Linked DNA regions of Mus musculus: region 1 is linked to region 2. The links are chromatin contacts, called in public Hi-C maps. All regions are on one chromosome and are shown on one strand. The core of a region is the stretch at or near the end of the contact, and the rest is flanking DNA. Distances in the headings are between cores, read along the strand shown. Region 1 overlaps Rapgef4 (Rap guanine nucleotide exchange factor (GEF) 4). Region 2 has its middle 8.5 kb from the start of Pdk1.

The links. Hi-C and Micro-C count contacts between places; a contact is called where the count stands out from the background.
Region 1: a Hi-C map of CD4 T cells shows a contact between it and region 2, with 2.7 times the contacts expected there. The contact joins two enhancer-like sites. A contact is called at or near these places in 1 of 484 Hi-C or Micro-C datasets (CD4 T cells) and 1 of 9 other capture datasets (adipose tissue).

What each region holds. Positions count from the first base shown.
Region 1 is chr2:72,112,402-72,117,100 of GRCm38.p6, reverse strand. All of the region lies in intron 4 of Rapgef4 (Rap guanine nucleotide exchange factor (GEF) 4), which reads right to left. Among named protein-coding and RNA genes, the nearest start is that of Gm29940, 60 kb to the right of the region's middle. Within about 2 kb of position 2,795, at least 67 of the 459 cell types and tissues checked have an H3K27ac peak or open chromatin away from gene starts, as enhancers often do.
Region 2 is chr2:71,862,389-71,867,020 of GRCm38.p6, reverse strand. No RefSeq gene overlaps it. Among named protein-coding and RNA genes, the nearest start is that of Pdk1, 8.5 kb to the left of the region's middle. Within about 2 kb of position 3,265, at least 17 of the 459 cell types and tissues checked have an H3K27ac peak or open chromatin away from gene starts, as enhancers often do.

The sequences.
Region 1 (4,699 bases), core at 1,546-4,045, 250 kb before region 2:
CTGAACCTTATAAAATTCCTATCTGTATTTAAATCTCTTTCCTTGCTGATTGGTGTTAGGAAGAAGCGAATCAAGCACAATCAGACGTGTATACAGAGCTGGATCTATGTAAACACCTGTTTGACTATAACTCATGCCTGTGTCTAGACTAGCCCTCTGCTAAGACCTTCTCCTTTCAGTGGGAACTGCAAACTGTGATGGCCTCCATGGGAGAAGAGCATATGTTACTTGGACACCGTCCTAATCAGAAAAGTCTCCCAATGAACGGAGAGCAAAGCTTGCCTACGTTTCTAGCAACAGGACATGATTCAGGCTCTAAACCACTGAAATCTATTTGTAAGCAAGCAGGACTTCTTTCTGACATCACTGAGATGCTTAAAAGTGTGCCTGACAAAATGTGAATGATGAGAAGTCAGAAAAAAAAATGGATTTCTTTATAAAATGGGCCCCAAAGATGTCAAAACCCCATTAATTTAAAAGGATCCGGTGTCATGTGTTCTCTCTCACGGCCCTTTAGCAAGGGAAAAATGAGTGTCTGTACTGGTAAAGTATAACTCCGTTAAGTATTGACAGAGAATGTCCGTCTTGAAGTTCTCATTCAGATCTGCTCTCCGAGATGATGAATGTGGCTTTCCTGGTATTTAAAATGAGATTCAAACCACCTACCAATCTCAGGAATTTCTTGTCAGCACTCACACACTCCTTTCCTTGTCTGCAGGCTCTCCCCCAGTGGAGAGGTGTCTAGGAAGTCGATTAATGCGCACCCTCATAACCCCATAAGTGGTTGCCAGCCCCAGGAAGATGGACAATTGGGCTCTTCGCCAGATCAAAGACTTCCCATTAGGTAGTCAGGAAATGTGAAGCTTCCAGCAGCTCGCAGGCTCTAGCAACATGAAATCAGCACCACTCAGATAAATGTGGGAAACTGCTGAAAAACACGCTTTCTGTTTTTTTCAATTCCGTGTTCCATGGAAAAGGAGAATATTAAAGTGGTTGTAACATGCCAGTCATCAAGTTGCGACTACAATGATCGTAGTGGACACAAAACGACTTTAAAGGTGTTTAGTTCAACTGATGAGGCAAAGACAATATCAGAGATGGTGAAATATTCTTACGTTCCACAAGGAAAAAACTAAAGGAGATGAAAAAGTCAGTGTGCCTCTAAATGAAAGATAGAGGTTAGACTACAGTTATCCCTCATTTGCCGCTGTAAGAGGTCAGTCTACCAATAAATGCCCAGCTTCCTCCAGGGGAAAAAGTATTAACAATTCTCCCAATAGCTCTCCCACCAGCACACTGTGTCTAATGACACCCTGTCCCCTACCCCATGCCACCAAAGACTCTCTCTACTGCACAGCTGAGAGAGTCAAAAGAGCCAGAAGTATGTCTACCAGGCATCCTTGCCAAATCCCCTTTTCAACCGTGTGTGATGTCTTCCATCTATAAGATGGTTGGACATGGAGAAAGTAAGAACTGACCCAAGTCCTCTGCCATCAAGATTCTCCAACTGCAATATGTGTTTTTGGTTACCTCTGTGCTGTCCTGAACACTGGTAAACGGCATTCAACGGGGACAGCAAGATAGCTCAGTGGGTAAAGGAGATTGGCACACAAACCTGAGTTGGATCCCCAGAACCCATGGAAAAGTGAACAGATTGACCTAACTCTATAATTTGTCTTCTGACCTCCATATGTTGCATACTTTTTTTGTTGCATGTTTTTATAGTATATTCAATACTCTGACATGAATGTGTTATTTATCATCTGCCTGGTTACAGGTTCTGAGTAAGCCCATACTATAACAGGAGACAAAAACAAGCCAGGCACTATGATACTGACAGCAATAAGCCATTTTAGTGCAGACTTCTACAAAGTGTCATGGGAGTCCAGAAAAGGAAATATGTGTGTGTGTGTGTGTGTATGTATATATATATTTGTGGGAATTCAGAAGTTTTACAGGGAGGATAAAAGCCAAGCAGAGATCATAGCTTGTAGGAGGTATTTTCTAAGCAGGAAAAGATAGGACTGAGTTTGTAGCCAGAGTCAATGGTCTTAAATACAAGGGCTTAGATCCATGCTGTCCAAGAAAGGCAAAGGAAGACAACTGATGGATATGGTTAAATAGAAAGAGCTTTGTCTTATTCTACTTTGTGCTCTGATGTCAATATACCCAAGCCTAGGTATTTTAACAAAGACAGTTTTATTTGGCTCATATTTTAGGACTAGACGGTTCAATTCATATAGCACATATCAGCATCCTGGAAAAGACCCCATTCACACCATCACAGCATGACTGTGAAGCAGAAAGGGAACCAGCTATGTGCAGAAAGGGCACACATATGAGCCAGGAATGGATGGGGGCGATACAGTCTTTTTTAGTAACTACTCTTCCACTGCACAGAGAGATAATTAATTTATTCATGAAGGCGGAGCCACATGTCCTACCTTCAGCTGAGCCCTGCCTCTTGGAGGTTCTGTCATATCCCTACTCCAGGGACCAAGTGTCTGGCACATGAACCTTTGAGACACAAAGCATATCCAAACCATAACAGTCTTCCTGGAGCAGACCAGGACACACACTGTACAGAGGGCTGAGCTTTTCAGGCCATACAGTCCTGGCCATCTGAGTGGGAGAGCAAGCATTGACAGTGCATAGCTAGATGAGCATGGCTATGCTCCAATAATATTTTGTTTACAGAAACAGTGGCAGTCCGGATGTGGACAATGCTATAGTCTCACAGTCCTGTCCTAGAATGTAATACAAGACACAGCTGTAAAGGGAAACTGAAAGCCAGATCAGAGACACTCTGGCAGGCATTGCTTTGAAGCCAGGGAGACACGAATATTTCTAAGTGAAAGAGAAATGATGCAAATCTCCACGCTAAAACCAGTAACAGCAGCATCCGGTATGGATGTTTTCATACTTTGCATGGCCCAAATCAAAGCTATCTCCTTTCTGTTCTCCACTCTGCTCTGATTTCCTCAAACTGAACCTAGCTTGGTCATGTTTCCCACATAAACATAGAAGCAGGGAGATGCTCTTTTTGACCTGGAAAGCAGCACGGCACGACACATCCCGCCTGCTCTGACACACCTGAACAAAGGTCTCAGATTAAGACAGGAAGTCTCTCCTTAGAAAAAGCTCAGCCTGTGAATCCAGTAAACAGCCCACAGAAGTGGATCCCACGCTGTCCAGGAAGGGCGCTGAGGAGGTCAGTCTGCTGGCAAAGGTCCCCTTGTTACCAGTAGTGCAGCCACAAGGACATGCACAATCCATGTAACAGGGACAAATGACAGCAAGGAGGCAAGAAAGGCACCCTTCATAGAAATGGCTTTTACTTCAGACAGCAAGATAATATCTGTGTTTTGTCTACTTTGGATCATCAAGAGGGCTCTGTGCTAGGCCTCAAATCATGTGCAAGACAGTTGGATCTAGGGAAGAGGTCACTAAACTTCCTTTGACCAAGTTTATAAAGCAAATCTTTATATGTTGTGAGCCACATGATGTCTTGCACAAGTCACCCTGCAGTTGTATCCAAAAAGAACAGGTAATATGGGGACCAATGGATGGAGTAGTGTTCTAATAAAACCGGATTTTGTTCAAATTCTGAGTTAGACGGAGCTGAAGCTAAGTTATGTGTGCACAGATGAAAAGAATAGAGGTGGTAAAGCACGAGGCACGTGGGAACTTGAGGTGCTGGACAAACCAGAGAGATCCAGGAAAGAGCTGGAAAATAAGACACTGAGAACAATTACCGAAGAAGAGGAGAGGGCGTGCAGAGGCTGAGGCACACAGAGAGTCCTGGACACTGCCAGGTCTCAGGAGCTGAAGGACAGGAAAAGCCAGGTCCCCATAGGGCAATAGAATGCATTAGGGGTCTTGGCTTCTATAGTTAGAGAAAAGCATCAACAGGCTTCAGGGACTGATTGGTTTGCTCTAAGAGATTCAGAGGTGGCCATAGGCCAAGTAAATACGCCTGCACAGGAACCTAAGCAGTAGCTTAGGAAACAGTTCTAGCTTAGCTTTGGCTCCACCAACAGCCCACCAGAGTGTGGGTCTTGGTTTGTAGGAGGTATGTTTGGAATCTCAGAAAGCATATAGAAGGGGAAACTGAGGTAGAGGAGAGAGAGAAGCAATGCTGCTGTGGACGACTGGAAGTTGAGTAACTATTCTGAGACTCACTGAGGAGGTATGGGGCATGCATTTGACACCCACACATGAGGGGATGAAAGGATCTTGTATATAATCCTCACTTCTTGGATGAACGTGGGAGTTATCATGCTGCTGTTCTCTGCGCCTGTGGAGACCCTTTCTTCCCTACTGTCATTTCTACTGCTTTAATAAGATACCTTAGCAAAAAAAAAAAAAAAAAAAAAAAAAAATCAGAGGAGGAAGGAATTTATTTGGCTTGGAACTCTATGTTATAGTGCATCATTTCAGGGACGTCAAGGCAGATGGTCAGATCCTAGAGTTGCTGTCTTGCTCCAGAGTGGTCAGGGAACAACCTCTACACTTACACCATCCAAGGCTCAGCCCATAAAATGGTGCAGTCCACATTCAGGACAGATCTTTCTGCCTCAACTAACAATCAAGACAATCTTCCATACACGTGTCCACTGGCCAACATGGTCTAGATAATTCCTCGTAAGACTCTCTTCCCAGGTGATTTTTTATTGGATCAAGTTAAAGGTTAAACCTA
Region 2 (4,632 bases), core at 2,016-4,515:
ATGTAGACCAGGCTACATAGAATCTCATAGAGATTCACCTGTTTCAGCCTCCAGAGTGCTGTGATTAAAAACAAGGACTACTTAACACCTGGCTTTGGAAACATTGTTCTTTGTTTAGAAAAAGTACTTTGAAGAAGTGAGGAAAAGATACCTAACCCCCATGCCCCAGTAAGGCTCACAAGGAAGAACCCACTTCCTTAAGCTAAAGAGAACACAGGAGGACAAAGGGCAGGAAATGGGCTGGTTCCTGTCAGGTGCAGTCCTTTTGTTTTCGTTTTAGAGACACTTTCTTTCTAGTTAACCTTGGCTGACCTGAAACTAGCTACACAGCTCACAGAGAGCACCCTGCCTCTGCTGAGATTAAAGATTTGCACCACCATCCAGGGCTATGAGCCTTTAGTCCTTAAGAAGCTATTTTGGGGGCTAAAAGTAGCCCAATAAGCAGAAGGGTGGGAGGCTTGGGAGTGAGGACTGAGGTGGGGTGCATGCCTTTAATCTCAGCCAGGGCTACACAGAAAAATCCTGTCTTGAAAAAGAAAGGAAAACAAAACAAAACCTCAAGATATTTGGCTCTGGACCTGCAATTTCTACCCTCTCCCTATCACTGAAGTTCAAACCAGTCATTGTTTGTAGAGTGCTCAATGGGGGAGAGGGGGTGTCCCTTCTTTCAAGTGATTTAATTCACAGCAGTGAGATTCCATCTAAACAAAACAAGACAACCAAAACAATAAAAAAATCCAAGTTAAACAAACGAAAAACTTAAGACAAATTTACCCTGAGCCAATATGAATGCGCATGGCCTGAGAATTTGAGTTCAGGTGGCCTTTGATACAGAAGTAGCCCTGGAGGCCACAGTGAATCAACCACACCTCCTGTTTCCTGGTAACACTAGACAGGGAAGCTCTACAAATGCCCCTTTATACGATATGAAGAAAAGAAAAGAAAAAAAAACAAAAAAAAAACAAAAAGGAAGTACCAGGGCTTTGTTTAGGCTAATGAAGAGAAGGCTACTTCCTCAAGTAAAATGGAAATCTTAGTTCTACTTCTGGCCCTGGGTAGAGACACATCTTACTGTCTCCTTTAAGAGTTGATTCAGAGCCAGGCAGTGGTGGTGCACGCCTTTAATCCCAGCACTTGGGAGGCAGAGGCAAGCAGATTTCTGAGCTCCAGGACAGCCAGGGCTGCACAGAGAAACTCTGTCTCGAAAACAAACAACAACAACAACAAAAACAAAAAACCCAACAACAGCAATAACAACAAAGAGCTGATTCAGTTGTGCCTCTCAGTCTCCTGCTCAACAGTCAGACCCATAGGAAGGCTGATTCACCTGAAGACAGCTAAAGAGATGGGGAAAAAATTAGGACGTGTACTGGATGGTTTTGTGTGTCAACTTGACACAAGTTGGAGCTATCCCAGAGAAAGGAGCCTCCCTTGAGGAAATGGCACCATGAGATCCAGCTGCAAGGCATTTCCTTAATTAGTGACCAAGGCGGAAGGGTCCATTGTGGGTGGTGCCATCCCTGGGCTGGAAGTCCTGGGTTCTATAAGAAAGCAAGCTGAGCAAGCCAGGGGAAGCAAGCCAGTAAGGAACATCCCTCCATGGTCTCTGCATCAGCTCCTGCTTCCTGACCTGCTTGAGTTCCAGGCTTGACTTCCTTTGGTGATGAACAGCAATGTGGAAGTATAAGCTCAATAAATCCTTTCCTCCCCAACTTGCTTCTTGGCCATGATGCTTGTGCAGGAATAGAAAGCCTGACTAAGACAGGGAGCTGGTGTACTCATGCTTTGAAGATGCCTCTCCCATGAGACAGCTGCTCCCAGAGCTTCTGCCATATGGCACTGCTAGGTCTGCCTGCGTTTCTGCATTCTAACTGAGAAAACATAACTTTTCATTTTCCTTATCTCTTTTTACAGATACTGACCGAATTCCTAAGCATGCTATCCCTGACCTCTGGCTGTCCTGAGTCCTCTCAATCACTTCACTCTGCTTTCAACACGCAGCTGCTTGCCAGCCTCCATTGGTGCACATACCTGCTTTTTCAGACCTTAACTCAGAAGGCATGGATGGCCTTTTCTCTTCCTATGTCTCAGAGAGTCAAGGTGAGATCTACCAAGGTCTGAATTACCCAGCATGTAAGGACTAGAATATGTCTCCAAGGGGTCAAAAAAAATCTCCTGAGTTCCGAATTATGAGAGAATGTAAGACTAGAATATGCTTCCCCATAAAAAGATGGAGTGATGGAGTGTTGAATGAAAGAAAGAGATACGGCAGGGCTCTCTGCTTTCCCATATTTGCCTACAAAAAGGGGCAGATTTCAAAGCTATGGTTTCCTTTGCCTGCTACAAGGGAAGACGAAGGTATGAACATTAAACGCAACTCTGACCCAAAGGGAGCAAGAGTTTGTTTATTCTGAGCCAAATATGAGTTTTCAAGGTCTATAACATGGGTTCACCTTGCTCCGAGTAAAGCACTCCACTGTGGCAGATGCTGTATAAAATTTCATAATTATAGGACAGAAGAAAGCCATAAATCAGTGTACTTACTAAGTATGTTAATGAGAGCTTCAGGCAAGAGGGCCAGAGCAGAGTGGAAAAATCTCAGATAGCATTCTTAGCTCTAGAGTGGTAGAGGCTAGAGGATAGATTTAATAATATATTCCAGAATTTTGCCAGTATTCATACGCCTGTAAGGTCATATACAGAAGCACCCTGGGCAGGTGTTCTGGGGTATATAAGACTGAGCAAGACAGTGAACAGCATTTCCCCATGGCCTCTGCTTCAGTCCCTGTCTCCTGATTCCTGCCTTGCTTACATTTTTACCTTGGCTTCCCTCAGCAATAGACAATAATCAGTACAGGTAAGCCGTACAAGTCTTTTAGTGTTTATAATAGCAACAAAAAAGCAAACTGGTGGGAAAAATCAAGGAAGACACTGGCATAAATGTTGGGCTTCCATCTGCACCCACACACATGTGAAAAAAAGACTGTATCATCCAAGGCTCATGATCTGCCCCATCCCATCTCTCTACAGTCCAGATGTTCTAGCCTCTTAACCAGCATGCGGAGTCTTCAAAACAGAAGTGGATTTAAAAACAGTTTTCCTGTCTTACCAGCTTGGAGGTGGCAACCAGGGAATCTGTTCACAAATTTTACTAACTGGATTTTCTGTTTCTCATTTGCTGAGTGCAATTGTTACCTCTAGACTCAAAGCCTTTTTTTCTATGCCCTGTCTTCTGAAAAAATTTACTGCTTCCTGTTGATAATGCGCTGTTACATGGCTTTGAGGATGCTAGTTTTATGTCCAACTTTCATTTTCTGTATTGCAAGTACTGTAGCACGTGCACATGTGTGTGTATACACGTGTGTGTGTGTGTATGTGTGTGTGTGTATACAAGTGGAACTGCAGTTCACTTCTCACATATACATATGAAATATACATTCTAATAAGCTTGTTTTTTAAAAACTAATCTATCTTTTTAAACAGAAGTTTGTCCATTCTAGCCCAATCACTCAGTAGTATCTTGTCTTACATATACTAACCAATTTCAAGTTGGACCCAGTGTGGTCTGTGCTTATAATCTCAGCTCTCAGGGGTCTGAGGCCAAACCATCACAAATTCAATGCTAGTCTGGCTTATATAATCAGTTTATGACCACCCTGAGTTAAAGTCTGACTGTGTCTCAAAAACAAACGGCAGCAACAAGAAAGAAAAGCACAGACACACCCAAATCCTTAAACTTTTGCCTATGTAAATGCTGTCGTCCATCCAATGCCCTGTTTGCAAGGATTTTAACTTCATTTTCATTAAGATCTTTATTAGTTACTTTGCTCACTGCTGTGACCATACCTGACAGGTTTCTGACAGTCACAGGCCACCATGGAAGCAGAGGCAAGATGCAGTGGCTGAGTTCGAAGCAGTGGGAACACCCAGTGGCAGTATTCACACATGGTGGCAGACAGAAGCAATGACAGATGTAACCACCGTGGCATGTCCCAAGTGGAGCCAGGCTCCAAATCCTCAACTTTCCACAACCCCTGGAGCAGCAGCAGCAGCCGAGGGCCAAGCATCCAGAGCACGTAAGCTTAGAGCACTGTGTGTTCCAACAGTAACAATCCCTAGCTGCTTTTTTTCTGTATTCACTGCAGCAGGAACTTCCTTACGCCATTCTATTAAGACGAGCAAAGAGACCCAACACTTAAGGTACTTGACTAGGGGTTGAGTGTTGGGAGTGCTTGCTGCTCATCCAGAGGACCCAGCACCCACATCAGGTGAGGGGGTGCTCTCCTCTGGCCTCAGAGGGCACACCTGTGATACACACTCACAGAGACACATACATGAAATGGAACCTTAAAAAGTACTTTCAATATAAAAGGATTCTTTAAAAAGCCTTTAGTCATTTGTATGTGTGTTTTGTCTGCGTGTATGTTATGTGTATCACACCGAGCGTCTGATGCCCAACTCCCAATAGTAAACTGTGGGTTGATAATGAGAAGACAGAAGGTTTTAGTAATAAAAATTAGCAGTGTTTCCTTGCTTTCTTCCTACTTAAACGTTTTAACTCTGCACAATAAAAAGTGTAAGTAAAAATTAGGTAACATTAATAAGTACTTCCGAGTAGTTGCACTGCCTCCC